Linked DNA regions of Mus musculus: all the other regions are linked to region 3. Evidence: chromatin contacts called from public HiChIP or PLAC-seq data. All regions are on one chromosome and are shown on one strand. The core of a region is the stretch at or near the end of the contact, and the rest is flanking DNA. Distances in the headings are between cores, read along the strand shown. Region 1 overlaps Fryl (FRY like transcription coactivator). Region 2 overlaps 1700025M24Rik (RIKEN cDNA 1700025M24 gene). Region 3 overlaps Tec (tec protein tyrosine kinase).

The links. HiChIP or PLAC-seq counts read pairs in DNA pulled down with a chosen protein or histone mark.
Region 1: a contact with region 3 is called in an HNF4G HiChIP or PLAC-seq map of pancreatic cancer cells. The contact joins two enhancer-like sites. A contact is called at or near these places in 2 of 115 datasets of contacts at active chromatin or transcription factors (memory CD8 T cells and pancreatic cancer cells).
Region 2: a FOXA1 HiChIP or PLAC-seq map of pancreatic cancer cells shows a contact between it and region 3. The contact joins two enhancer-like sites. A contact is called at or near these places in 1 of 39 promoter capture datasets (pre-B cells), 1 of 484 Hi-C or Micro-C datasets (B cells), 1 of 115 datasets of contacts at active chromatin or transcription factors (pancreatic cancer cells) and 1 of 9 other capture datasets (adipose tissue).

The regions. Positions count from the first base shown.
Region 1 is chr5:73,231,180-73,235,141 of GRCm38.p6, reverse strand. All of the region lies in intron 1 of Fryl (FRY like transcription coactivator), which reads left to right. Among named protein-coding and RNA genes, the nearest start is that of Fryl, 23 kb to the left of the region's middle. Within about 2 kb of position 1,546, at least 51 of the 459 cell types and tissues checked have an H3K27ac peak or open chromatin away from gene starts, as enhancers often do. A contact at or near this core is called in pancreatic cancer cells, where this site is marked.
Region 2 is chr5:73,277,849-73,281,906 of GRCm38.p6, reverse strand. All of the region lies in intron 1 of 1700025M24Rik (RIKEN cDNA 1700025M24 gene), which reads left to right. Among named protein-coding and RNA genes, the nearest start is that of 1700025M24Rik, 4.3 kb to the left of the region's middle. Within about 2 kb of position 1,421, at least 61 of the 459 cell types and tissues checked have an H3K27ac peak or open chromatin away from gene starts, as enhancers often do. A contact at or near this core is called in pancreatic cancer cells, where this site is marked.
Region 3 is chr5:72,854,410-72,858,380 of GRCm38.p6, reverse strand. All of the region lies in intron 1 of Tec (tec protein tyrosine kinase), which reads left to right. Among named protein-coding and RNA genes, the nearest start is that of Tec, 12 kb to the left of the region's middle. Within about 2 kb of position 2,395, at least 157 of the 459 cell types and tissues checked have an H3K27ac peak or open chromatin away from gene starts, as enhancers often do. A contact at or near this core is called in pancreatic cancer cells, where this site is marked.

The DNA of each region.
Region 1 (3,962 bases), core at 297-2,796, 380 kb before region 3:
AACATTGTGGTAAGTGGAGTGAGAAGCTTTCGTTATTTGAAACGATCCCTGTAATTAGACTCACTGTGGGATGGAGTTTGAATTTGGTCATTATTGCAAGTCAAAGGTTTTAAGTCCGGTAGCTTGTTTCACTTTTAGGTAAAGACACATAGATACGTATTCTTAATGCAGTGTGTAGTGTGTCTGGGTGTGCAAGCACTTGTGTGTTTTCACTGTTAAGTGCCCTTAACGTAGTGTGTGTGCGTTTGTGATATTTTTATTTATTCATGTGTTTTTGGGAGGGGGAGCCTGTGTATCCCCTCTTGGCTTTCTGGCTTCTTCCGATGGCTTTCCCGCATCATCTGCTTGCATCATCTTCTCCCTGCGTCATCTTCTGCCCATGTCATCTTCTGCATGTTGGGATCCAGTTGCTCACATCCCTGCTTGGCTTGCCTTTTGCAGCTCATCTCTCGGATGTCACAGCTTTGCTCTACAGCCTTTGATTTTTTCCCCCTTTTTTAAAATCAGGCACATGTAACTAATTTGTTGGCTTTCTTTGTTATTCTATTCTCTAAGATTCTTTGAGGCTCTCTATATAACTTAATGCCTTTGAACACGTAAACAGTAATTAACTTATGAAGGGGCTGGCATTTTGCACTGTGATTTATGATGCTTCTTAGTTTCACAGGCCTGTCTTCCTTCCTCCCTCCTACCCTCCCTCCCTCCTCTCCTTCATTGTATACAACAACTTTATTGAGGTATAATTCACGTCCCATAACATCCACCCTTTAAAAGTATGTCATCCAGGGCTGTGGAGATGGCTGAGCAGTTAATACCATTCACCAGCACCCAGATGGCATCTCAACCCTTTGTAACTCCAGTTCTGGTGGGTCTCACGCCCTCATCTCACCTCCCTTGGGCACCGCACAGATGCTGTGCATATGCAGGGGAACTCTCATACACACAAAAGTAGCTAACAACTTCAAAGAGCATGTCACAGAATAGGGTTAGGCCTGTTTACAGCATTGTGTAATGTTACCCCTCCATCTGAAAACATTTTAGAGCATTCTTATCACCCCTAAAAGGAATTTCTTACTCATTAGCACTCATCTCTCCTACCAATGTCTCTCCTGTGTTGTGTTTCTATAGCTTGAGTCTCCCTCCGGTTTCTTCATATTCTTAGTACACTTATCATCTAGTCAGATGCTAATTTGGATTATATTAGAGTTCGACAGAGCAACTGAACTGTGAACTCTGTGTGTGTGTGTGTGTGTGTGTGTGAGTGTGTGTGTGTGTGTGTAAGGCCAGACAGACATGAGAGATCTTACATCTTAAAGAGTTGGCACCATGGTTGTAGAGACTTGGCAGACTTGGCAGGTCTGAAGTCGGCAGAGTAGGCTGGCAGGCTGGAGACTCAGAAAAGAGTTGCGTTGGTCTGCTGGCCAAGTTTACCAGTCTCCTGGAAAGACCGGTGCTTTTTTTCCAGTCAGGTATATTCACCTGACAGGATGACGCTCGCCCACAGTTTGGAGGCTGTTGGGTTTTGTTGGTTGCTTTGTTTTGAGATGAGGGCCCTGTCTCTTGTCTAGGCTGGCCTTAAGCTGCCAGCGCTCTCTCGAGCCAGCCTTCTGAGTAATGAGAATTACTCACGTATAAACCACTGCGCCTGGCCTGGAGTGCAGTTTGTTTTCCTTCGTCAACTAACTTAAATATTAATCTCATATTAAAAATGTGTCCCGTCACCTTGGCACCACGCCTAGCCAGACTTGACACATAAAATCAGCCACCACACAGATACTTATTCAGAGCTAGTTTAAAATAGAAGAAAGTTGGAAGCCGTAATGGCCCGGAGGATGCCTTTGGGCCCTCACCCCTCCAGGAAGAAGCTTCAACCATAGACCAGCTTCATCCCTTTCTGTAAGCTATCTGTTAGATGCACTGTTTACATTTGGATTGCCTCCCGTGTCAGATAAGCTGCCACAGTCAGTCAGAGACTAACCTAACCAGACACTTCCAGGTGTGCCTACTGACTGGTCTCCTAGGTGATTTCAGGTCCCGTCAAATTGACACACACTAGCCATATTAGCTGGAAATACTTGGCTTCAGGATACCACAGTCAAGGTTTGCCTCTGACCGTCACTGACCTGCCCTCAGCTTTCTTTCACAGTTCATGTTCTTTATCCTTGGGGCCCCAGGACTTCCTTTCCATCTAAAGTATTGTCTTTATGACAGGCCATGCAGATGGATAATCTCAGTTGTTCCCTACAGTAGACCATCTTGGGACGCCTAGCTGGCCTTAGCTTGTTATACACAGGCCAGCGCAATCCAATCATGTCAGTATTCACTATGTCAATGAAATGAAGCACTCCCCCAGGCCATCTCCCAGAAAATGGCAACACTGAAACAAATGTCATTTGACCAAGACTCAGCTCCTATTTCACCTGTAGTAACATTTACAAACCCTTTCCTAAGCTTTTATCTTGGGTGTGTGTGTATTATGCACATATGCGTGCAAACGCACTCGTGTATACTATGATGTGGAGGCCAGAAGCCAATATTGGATGTCTTTCCCAGTTGCTCTCAATCTCATTTTTTGAGACAGGGTCTCTCACAGAAGCCACCGCTCACCGATTTGCCTAGGCTAGAGCCAGTGAGCTCGGACCTGTCTCTGCCTCGCGCCCCTCCCCCCCCATCCCCCAGAACTAGGATTGGAGCGGAATTAGAGCCATGGTGCCCAGCTGTTTTATGTAGCAGTCTCTCCAGCTCCCTCATTTGTGTTTTTAATCACCATTCCAATCACTCCCCACCCCACTCCCCAGGAACAGCTGTCTTAGAAAGCAGATGTTTTCACCTTCACACCTTTGGTCAGAATCTCACCAGGGGCCACTTGTCTTGGAGTTAGCCCCTGGCTGGTCTTTCTTTCTCTCTTTACCGTGAGTGACCGCTGCTTGCACACACTCCCTGGTGCTGGTGAACCGCCCAGCTCTGTCATTGCTCGGCTCTGATGGAGCTTTGTATCACTTCTTTCCTTTCTCTCGGGGACACACAGAGTCCCTTAAAGATTGCAGTCTATATTTAGCTTAACAAACGGTGGAGGGAGTAGTAGTTGAGTGTGGGCTGTTTTCTACCAGTGCTCCCCTTAGAGGTGTGAACTTAGCAGGAGGCTCTCAGACCCTAGAAGATAAGAGCTGCTCTGCCAGAGTGGGGAGCTTCCTCCTTTCCTTGCCTCCCCCCTCTCTTTCTTCCTCCTTCCTCCCCTTCCCTTATTCTTACCTTAAAGTACTTTTGTAGAAATTCATGATTTAGGGCCAGGGAGGTGACTCAGATGCTAAGGGCACTTGCTGTCAAGCCCCAGGATTTGAGTTGGATGCTCCGAACCTAAATAGTGGAAGGAGAGAAAGTTCCTCTCTGACTACTACACTACACCACAGCAAGGCCATGGCAAGCATATGACTTGACCCCCCAATACATACATAATACATACATACATACATACATGTAAAAAACAAAAACAAAAACTCGACAACCTGTACAGAATGGGGTGTTATCCCGTCCTAAGTTTTAAGCTGTCTGGACATTCTCTTGTGACTGTCACTGTGGCAGGCGTTAGGACAGGGAACAGGTCATCTTGGGTTGCCTTCCGAGACAACCTAAGTCTCTTCCTGCAGAGCTTGTTTGCATGTAGCTCGATTCAGTTACTTCATAGGAAGAGAGGAGCAGGTTTAAAATACACTGCTTTCTGGGAGATTTTGGGTTGCATCTCAGCATGGAGGAAAAGCTACACAAAGGCGCTGGCTTTGGCATTGAAGGCTTCAAGCAAGCTCAGCTCTCTTGCCCACTCTTGCTGCTTCAAAGGCGGGCGGACGGAAATGTAGGGCATTGTTAATGGTCAGTATTCATCTGACTGAGTAAAACGTTAGCAAGACTCGAATGTTTTTCAAGTCAGTATCATCACGGGCAGGATTTATCTAAGCAACAAGTGA
Region 2 (4,058 bases), core at 172-2,671, 420 kb before region 3:
ATTGGTTAATTTGTCAACTGACCACATCTTCCATCAAATAAAACCTTAGCAGCTGGGAGGGATTATTTTTGATTGGATCATTTGAGGTCGAAGACCCGCCCCCAATCTGGGCCAGACCTTCTGGTGGCAGCCCACAGAAAAGGATACCTGCTAGCTTGTGCATACTTTGGAGGGCAAGCTCATCTCTGCTGCCACTGGGGAATCCCTTAACTGGGACTAGAACCTCTGTCCTTTGGGTCTCAACACAGACTGAAGACTAGCTGAGACAACAAGTTTCAGGAACTGGTATCTACTGGATTTTTGGCCTTTCTGTTAGTCGACAGCCACTTTTGGATTAGCCAGACCATATCCTGTAAGCCACTTTGATAAACCTTCTTAATACTTATGTAGAGTCTATGAGTTCTTTTCCTCTACAGAACCCTGAATAACACAGTAGCCAAAAGCAATTTATGGAAGAGTTCGTTTGGCTTATGGCTCCAGAGGGGGAGTCTGTAAGTGTCAGGAAGCATAGGTACAGGTAGCCAAGCATGAAGCTAGGGGGTCACATCCTTAACTTTAAACATGAAACAGAAAGAGCAAGCTAGAAGTCGGGTGAGGCTATGAACTCTCAAAGCCAACACGTTCCCAGTGGCATACTTCTTCCAGCAAGGCCGTACCACATCCCCAAATAGCACTGCCAAATGGGGACCAAGTGTTCAAGCGACCGAACCTATGAGAGACATTTCTAATTCCTCAATCAAAACTACCGCGTATGGAACAGGGGAAAGGCTGAGAATGCACTCAGACCAACAGGACATTTTAAACAAGAAATGACAATGTCCTGTATGCAGCTTGCACTTTCATCTTTATGAATGCTACCGGTTGTTGCCTCTTTCCAAACAAGATCATGTTTAAGGAGATTAAAGAACGAGAAAAAAATCACAAAATTTGCAAATAACCGAGCTTGCTCTTAAAGTGGGGTGTTGGAGGGACCATGAGAGAAAAGGGGGTTACTTGGGGGGAAGGAAAGTGAGAAGAAAGAGGGGGCAGGTGGGCAAGGGGGGGAGGAGAACAAATAAGAATGGAGTATGAGGGCACATATAAATGAAAAGACTATGGTGAGATCTATTGCATCTTTATGTTAACAACAAAATGTAAAAGGGGAACTAGAGAGAGAAGTGGGTGTGGTGGCAAATACTAGTAAACCAAGCACCCCCCAGCGGCACGGGGTCACAGGTTCAAGGCCTGCACTGGGCAATAAAATGAGCTCAAAGTCTATGCTACAAAGTAAGACCCGGCCCCAAAAAGCAAAGCAAGATGAACAAACTGAACTGAAACAAAACAAAGAGCCCTCGATTGCTTTGCTTCGCTGCTGTTCAGAGCATGGGGACCTTTTCCTAGAAGCTGCCCGTGATAATAATACTAGATGTTTTTCCTGTGACTCATTCTGAAGGCTTTCCATTCCTTAGGGAAATTCCACAGTATTATTTTTGCTCTTTAGGAGTATTTTGGTTTTGATATTGTTCAGCTTTTACTAGACAGAAAGTGTAAATGTGATGGCTATTTGGGTAGCTCTTTAAAAATAACCACAATTCAGGGAAAATATAAATAAGACAACTCCAGAGTCACATGTGTACTATTATTATTATTATCATTATTATTATTTGTGTGGGGGTGGGAAGGAATGAAGGAGAAAAGGTATTAAAAATACCAAGAATTCCTATTGACCAAAACTGAATAAAATATTTATGACTGAACCATCAATAGCACAAAGAAGTGAAGAAGCTGGGGGTGGGGGGGAGACAATCTGTGTACACAGAGAGGGAAATGGCCTGTGGATCTGCAAAAATGGGCAACAGACAGCCCTAAATAAATCCGGCTAGGAACTGTGTTTGCCCTGAAGGCAGGGCAAGAAGGCTGCTTCCAGCACAAAGAGCAGCAGAGGCCATTAAAGGGAATTTTCAGAAGGGAGTGACATTGTTAGAATGGCAACAGAGGAAGTTGGTTTTGGCAGCAGTCTTGGGAAAGACTTGAGGAGGGGAAAAAAAATGAAGAAAGGAGAGGCTTTTCTCAAGGGAGACAAGTCCACACAACATGCTTAGGTGGGGTCACAGGCACAGAAAAGGCAGAGCATTCAGGAGCTGTGCGTTTTCATCTTAGCAGAAACCTTTCCTTCAAGTCCTCTTCATCAAAGCCTGTCCTGCAGCTGTCTTCCCATTGTGCCTTGAATTCAGCCTTCATTATGGCCTGACATTACTGTCATGACAACAAGAGCACTTTTTTTTTTTGAGACTGACTGCTTCTGCCACCTGCCCGAACCTTGTGTTGGGACAAGACTCCAGGAGCTGGTCAGTTTTCAAGTGGAAAGATCTGGGCATTCTAAACTTCAGTCAGATGGGTCACACCTTGAGCCAGCAAGGGTGAAGTAAAACAGCCGTTGTTCCTGATGCCGTTCTGCGTTATAAACATGTGTTAAAAGGTTGGGGAGGCGCAGAGCCCTTAGTGTCTCGGTATAGCACTAAGCTTGTTGAGACAAGTTTCAGTTCTTTGAACCCTCCTCCTCCTAATGTTTATCCAGCCCAGTGCCCTGTTGGCTAATCACCTTGTAGCCTGTATGTTTTCTCTCCTTTGTGTTTTGTTTTTCGAAGCTGTTGCTAATTTCATCTCTACTGGCTGCTTTGTATTTTTTAAACTATATTCGGACAAAACGAGAATGTTACTACGTGTTTGACAGCGATGCTGGGAATTCTGATGGCAACTGTGCAGAAGAAAATAATACGCACACACGGTTATTTTTATACTTGCTTTTTTAAATCGGGGAATTCAACACGTTTAACAAACTTCGATTGTGAGACTTCTTTTTATACACAGTAACTTTGGTCTTTTAGGGACAGAGCCGTCATCACATCTCGTTTGACTGCTGGTGTGCAGGGGGGGAAATGTCATCTGTAGGCTGGAGCTTTTTCATCTCAAATGAGGATTTCTAGGGAAAGAAGCAATCGTAGTCCCAGGGTGAGGATGGGCCTGGGAGCCACAGCTTGTGCCTCTAAACACTGGAGGAAAACTTTCCCCAGGGAATGAGTCCTTGATGACTATAAGCAATTATCTATAGACTGAGACACCCATGAGAATGTCACTGACCTAGGCAAAGTCAGTTCTCTCTCTTCTGTCATACCACCCACAGCAGAGGTAGAGAGAGCCCAGTGGCCAGCAAGGCTATGACACTATGCTGCCTGCCCATCTCTATAGGTTTCGAGGAAATGAAATAACAAAGCGGAAGCTAATAATGAAGACTGAAACCCACCTTCTCTTCAGTGTCCGCCACAGTGAATTCCATCAGGTCGAAGCTTTATAGACCGCAGCAGAGCAAACAAGGCCAAGAGACTGAAGAATCTCATTCAATACTCCATGCTCAGAGATTTATGGTTGTACCCTTTCTCGGATTCTTCCAAGCTGTAGCCATGTTGCCTCAAACACGCCACTTACACAAAACCTGGAAGTGATGTCCTTGCTTCTCCTTACTGCATTTATAAATGTTTATGTTCTCCCTTCTTTAAAAAAAAAAAAGAGAAAGGAAGGAAGGAAGGAAGCCGGGCAGTGGTGGCGCACGCCTTTGATCCCAGTACTTGGGAGGCAGAGGCAGGTGGATTTCTGAGTTCGAGGCCAGCCTGGTCTACAGAGTGAGTTCCAGGACAGCCAGGGCTACACAGGAAACCCTGTTTCGGAAAACCAAAAACAAACAAACAAAAACAAGCAAGTAAGCAAGTGAGCCAGGTATGGCGGTGGTGCACACCTATAATCAATCCCAATACTTGAGAGACTAGAGCTGGGGGAATCACAAATTCTAGGCCAGCCTGGGCTACATAGCAAGATCCTGTCCCAAGGAATAAACAAACAGAATATGACAGATATAAAAAAGGACAAACAACAACCCCCTTAACTTCTTTCAGACACATGTTGTATCAGACCCTTCTCTTTAAAGTTTTTATTATTTGTATCCCAGGTTGGCCTTAAACTTACTATTTGAGTATGGTGAGGCTAGTTTTGAACTCCTGATCATTCTGCTTCCACCTCCCACA
Region 3 (3,971 bases), core at 1,146-3,645:
ACCCACAGAGAGAAACAGTAACAGCTTTGAAAAAGAGAAAGGCAAGTGAAATTAACTTTCATAACATGCGCTGTATAACCTAATATTTAAAATACTGTCATTTTCTTATATATAATCATATAGTAAATTTTTAATGAGAAGCAGTTTGGAGCAATGCAAGATCATGAACACAGTACAACAGAACGTGTTGTGGTTCAGTGCAGTGTCTCACGTATGGCAGTTGGTAGTGAAATGTTCTTCCAAACTACACAGTTGTTGTTCAAGGGAAGATATCTTATACTGCTTCAGTTTTCGATTAGAATTTCTGCGGTGGGAGGGCTTTGCTCTCCCCAGCACTGAGAAGGCAGCTGTGTGAGTAACAGCTGCATTGACAGCAGCACAGAGCCAAAGGTCCCCTGTTCCCAAAGGCCTATGACTCAAGTGTTGTCCCTCCCTCATTCAGTCTTGTTTACCTGCCTGTGTCTGAGGCTGCCAAGCACAGTTGTGCGGATTATTGCAACATCATGGGATGGCCTTCACAGCAGAGACTTAGTGGGTCTGCTTACTTTTCGTAGCCACAGTTTAGAGAGGGTAAGAGGTAACAATCTTAAGGGAATTATTTTGCTTCCTAACTTATGTAGAGGTATTTTTTGCGGGGGAGGGGGGAGGGGGGAGGGAAGGATGAGTAGTCGTAGTCTCTGTGTCTTCTGAGAGCCCAACTGCTGCTGCTGCTTCTGATCATCATCATCGTCTCCTCCTCCTCCTCCTTCCTCCTTCTCCCCTTCCTCTCCTCCTCCTCCTCCTCCTCCTCTTCCTCCTCCTCCTCCTCCTTCCTCCTCCTCCCCTTCCTCTCCTCCTCCTCTTCCTCTTCCTTCCTTCCTTCCTTCTTCTTCTTCTTCTCTCCTTTTCTTATTCTTCTCCTTCTCCTCCTCCTTCTCCGTCTCCTCCTCCTTCTTTTTCTTCATCATCATCACTTTTTTTTTAATGCTTAACAGGGTCTCATTCTCTCTGCCAGTGGCTGGACATATGGAAGCGATTTTAGCCAAACTCTCCACCTGTAGAAAGTGTGCCTAGAGGCTCACTACTCTTCACACCGTTGTACTTTGGAGCCCTATGTGTCTTCCTTGTGATTGCATTCCCAGGTGCTTAACCCATTTCTTGATTGGCATTGAGACCTGGCCTCAACTGGACCTCTGGCTTGTGTCCTGAGTTGCTCTAATGACCTTTGACCCTAGACTGACCGATGTAAATGCTGACATGGCTTTCCTTCACGGAGTCCCCCGCTCACCCTTCATGTGGTACAGGTCTTCTCATGACACTCATTGTCATTATGGTTGCTTCTAATAAATAGGGGCGGGCTCTTGATCGCTTGTAGCAGGCATCGTTCGGAGCTGTCTATGCGTGTCTTTGTAAACATCTCCAGGAGGCAGGCATTATACCCCATTTTTTTTTATAAGAAAACTGAGGCACTGAGAAATGAAGTATTTTACCCAAGGCTATACAGCTAATGAGGCCCAGAGGATCTTTATAGCCTGCCCCTGACTTCAAAGCTCTTCTGTGTTGCCATTACTGGGGTTGGACTTCTGCCTATGGTCCCAGGGTCTTTAGGAACAGGAGCCACACCATAGTAGACTTAACTGTTTGTCGACCTAGACTTCTTTTCTCTGGGGAGCTGGGGTTCATGTGGTTTGGGTAGGATACATAGAACCCTGGTGGTCATGTGACTTAGCTCTGGTCAATCTATGGAGTCCTTCCATCAGACCTTGTGATTGGCTCAGGAGCTGGTACTTGACCCAGGCTGGCTCCCAGGCTCCCTTTAAGGAAGGAGGTTTTCTCTGACTTAGGAGAGTGAATCGTCACATGGTGGGGGAGAGGCCATGAGCTGCGGGGAGAATAGAGACAGCCGCCTTTGAAGCTCTGCATTCAGCTGTGTTCCCTGTGTCCAGGACTTAGACTTACGTGGGACAGGTGCTTCCGTTGTGGTGCAGCCTTGGCTTCCCTACTGCCATGTTCTGTCGCTGGGTGAGAGCAGGCATTCTGGGATCTTGCTATCTACTTGGAACCCAGATGTTTTTGATCCCTGCAGACTTTGGGTCCCATCACGCTGTATCCTTTCCTTGTGGGTTGTTACTCCTTTCCCTAGTGAAAGGAGATACCACACCCAACCATCCCCTAGCCCCCCCACCCTATTTCCTAAGGGGCAGCCCACACACGTGGATATGGGTAGGGTGAATGTTGAACCATGAGTAGAATATTAGAGAACTCTCTTCTTCATAGACACTGGGGAATTACCAATGTGACCACCATCCCATTCTTTGAATGCTGATCAAAGACTCCTGAGCATGGAATCCATCTGGCCCCAGACACTCTCTGGGCTCCCAGCCAGCTTGAGTCAGAGCCTGGTTCTCAGCCCCACTCGCCCTGACTTCCAGCCTTTCTGGTCTGCTGTTTGCCTGTGATCTCACACTCCTGCTGTGATTCTGTCCTCCATCCTTCCCGCTGGCTTCCTTCCCACACTTTAGGCAGCCCTCCAAGAGCTAGTGCATTGTTCCATTGTGAATCAACTCTCCCACACAGAGCCCGAACACTCCCTTCTCCACAGCTCTCTGGGAGGTTCACAGGGCACCCCTTTCTGCCCTTCTCCTTTAGAGTTCAAGCCATTGTTACACACACCCTCCTCCTACCAGCCTGTTGTTAGTCATTCTCCCTGATTTGATGGCTTCTGTTCTCTCCCAACCCTGATCCCTGTTTTCGTGTGTACAGTTAACTTTATACTTGCAGTAGGGGGTCTGTGGGGGTCTGTAATGGAAGTGATTAGTTGTGGGAAAAGGGGGGATTTCTTAAGAGATATCCTGTAATCAAGACCTTCAGAAGTGAAAGGATTGCTGTAGGTAGGTCAAGAGTGGAAGGGCTGTCCAGGCAGAGCTAACTGCTTGGGCAGAAGTCTGGAGATAGAAAAAGTCTTGCTGGGATACTAATGGTAGGAGAGGAAGAGAGAGCCCAGTTTGATGAGGCGTGGTTGTATTTATTTACAATTAAGGGATGAGTCAGACAGGAGAAAGAGTGAGATTTTTGTTGTGAAGACAAGATGAGAACTTGGTTGGAGATTTTATAAAGGAGGACTAGCGAAGGAAGCAGATTTAAGACATTCTTGCTAAGACTCAGGGTGTAGAGAAAGATAGTGAATAAGTTTGAAGAACTTGCTTGGCTACGAGGGAGCTGGGAGCAGGGTGGAGGATTGAGGCTGGGATCTTGCTTCTTAGGAGCTTGGTGAGAGTGAGGTCCTGCCCGGTGATGAGAGACTTACAGGTGTTCTGGGCTGCCAGGAGACAGCATCTGTGTACTTGCTAGGAATCAAAGTTCTTAGCCCTTTAATTACCTTGTGCATTAAAAGTAAGATAACTTCCTTCATGAGGGTAAAAATGGCCTACACTATATAAGCTTGTGATGTTTCTCAAAGCATGTTTTATAGAATGCTACAACCCTGAGAGATGTTAATAAGGTTCAAGGGAAATACAATGAGTTTTGTGACCAAATAAAGTTGGGAAACCCTGTGGCTGGTGTGATTCATAGAGCATGTTCACATATTAAACCCTCCCAGAAATGCACACAGGAAGCAGGCTTGATGTTTAAGTCAGGTTTTACCTAATATGTTTATGTGCTCATTCATTCCCCTATCCAGCACACATGTAGGAAGTGCACACTGTCATGGAGTGGGTATAGCATGCTGGCCCTGTGCCCTGCAGTAGAGAACACTGGCACTCCATGCCCCTCCTCTTATGAGAGTCAGCTCAGGCCTAAGTGTGTGTGATCATCTGACATGTCCTACTGTGGCGAGAAGCCTGACATGGCAAAGCCTGTGTGCCAGTTGTTTAAACCTTCCCACTTGTACTCTGGAGTGGAGTGATGTGGAGTGATTGATTATCTATCGGCCCATCCCTCTGGCCTCATCCCTCTGGTCTTCATCAGTCTCTCCACCTCTTCACAGAGTA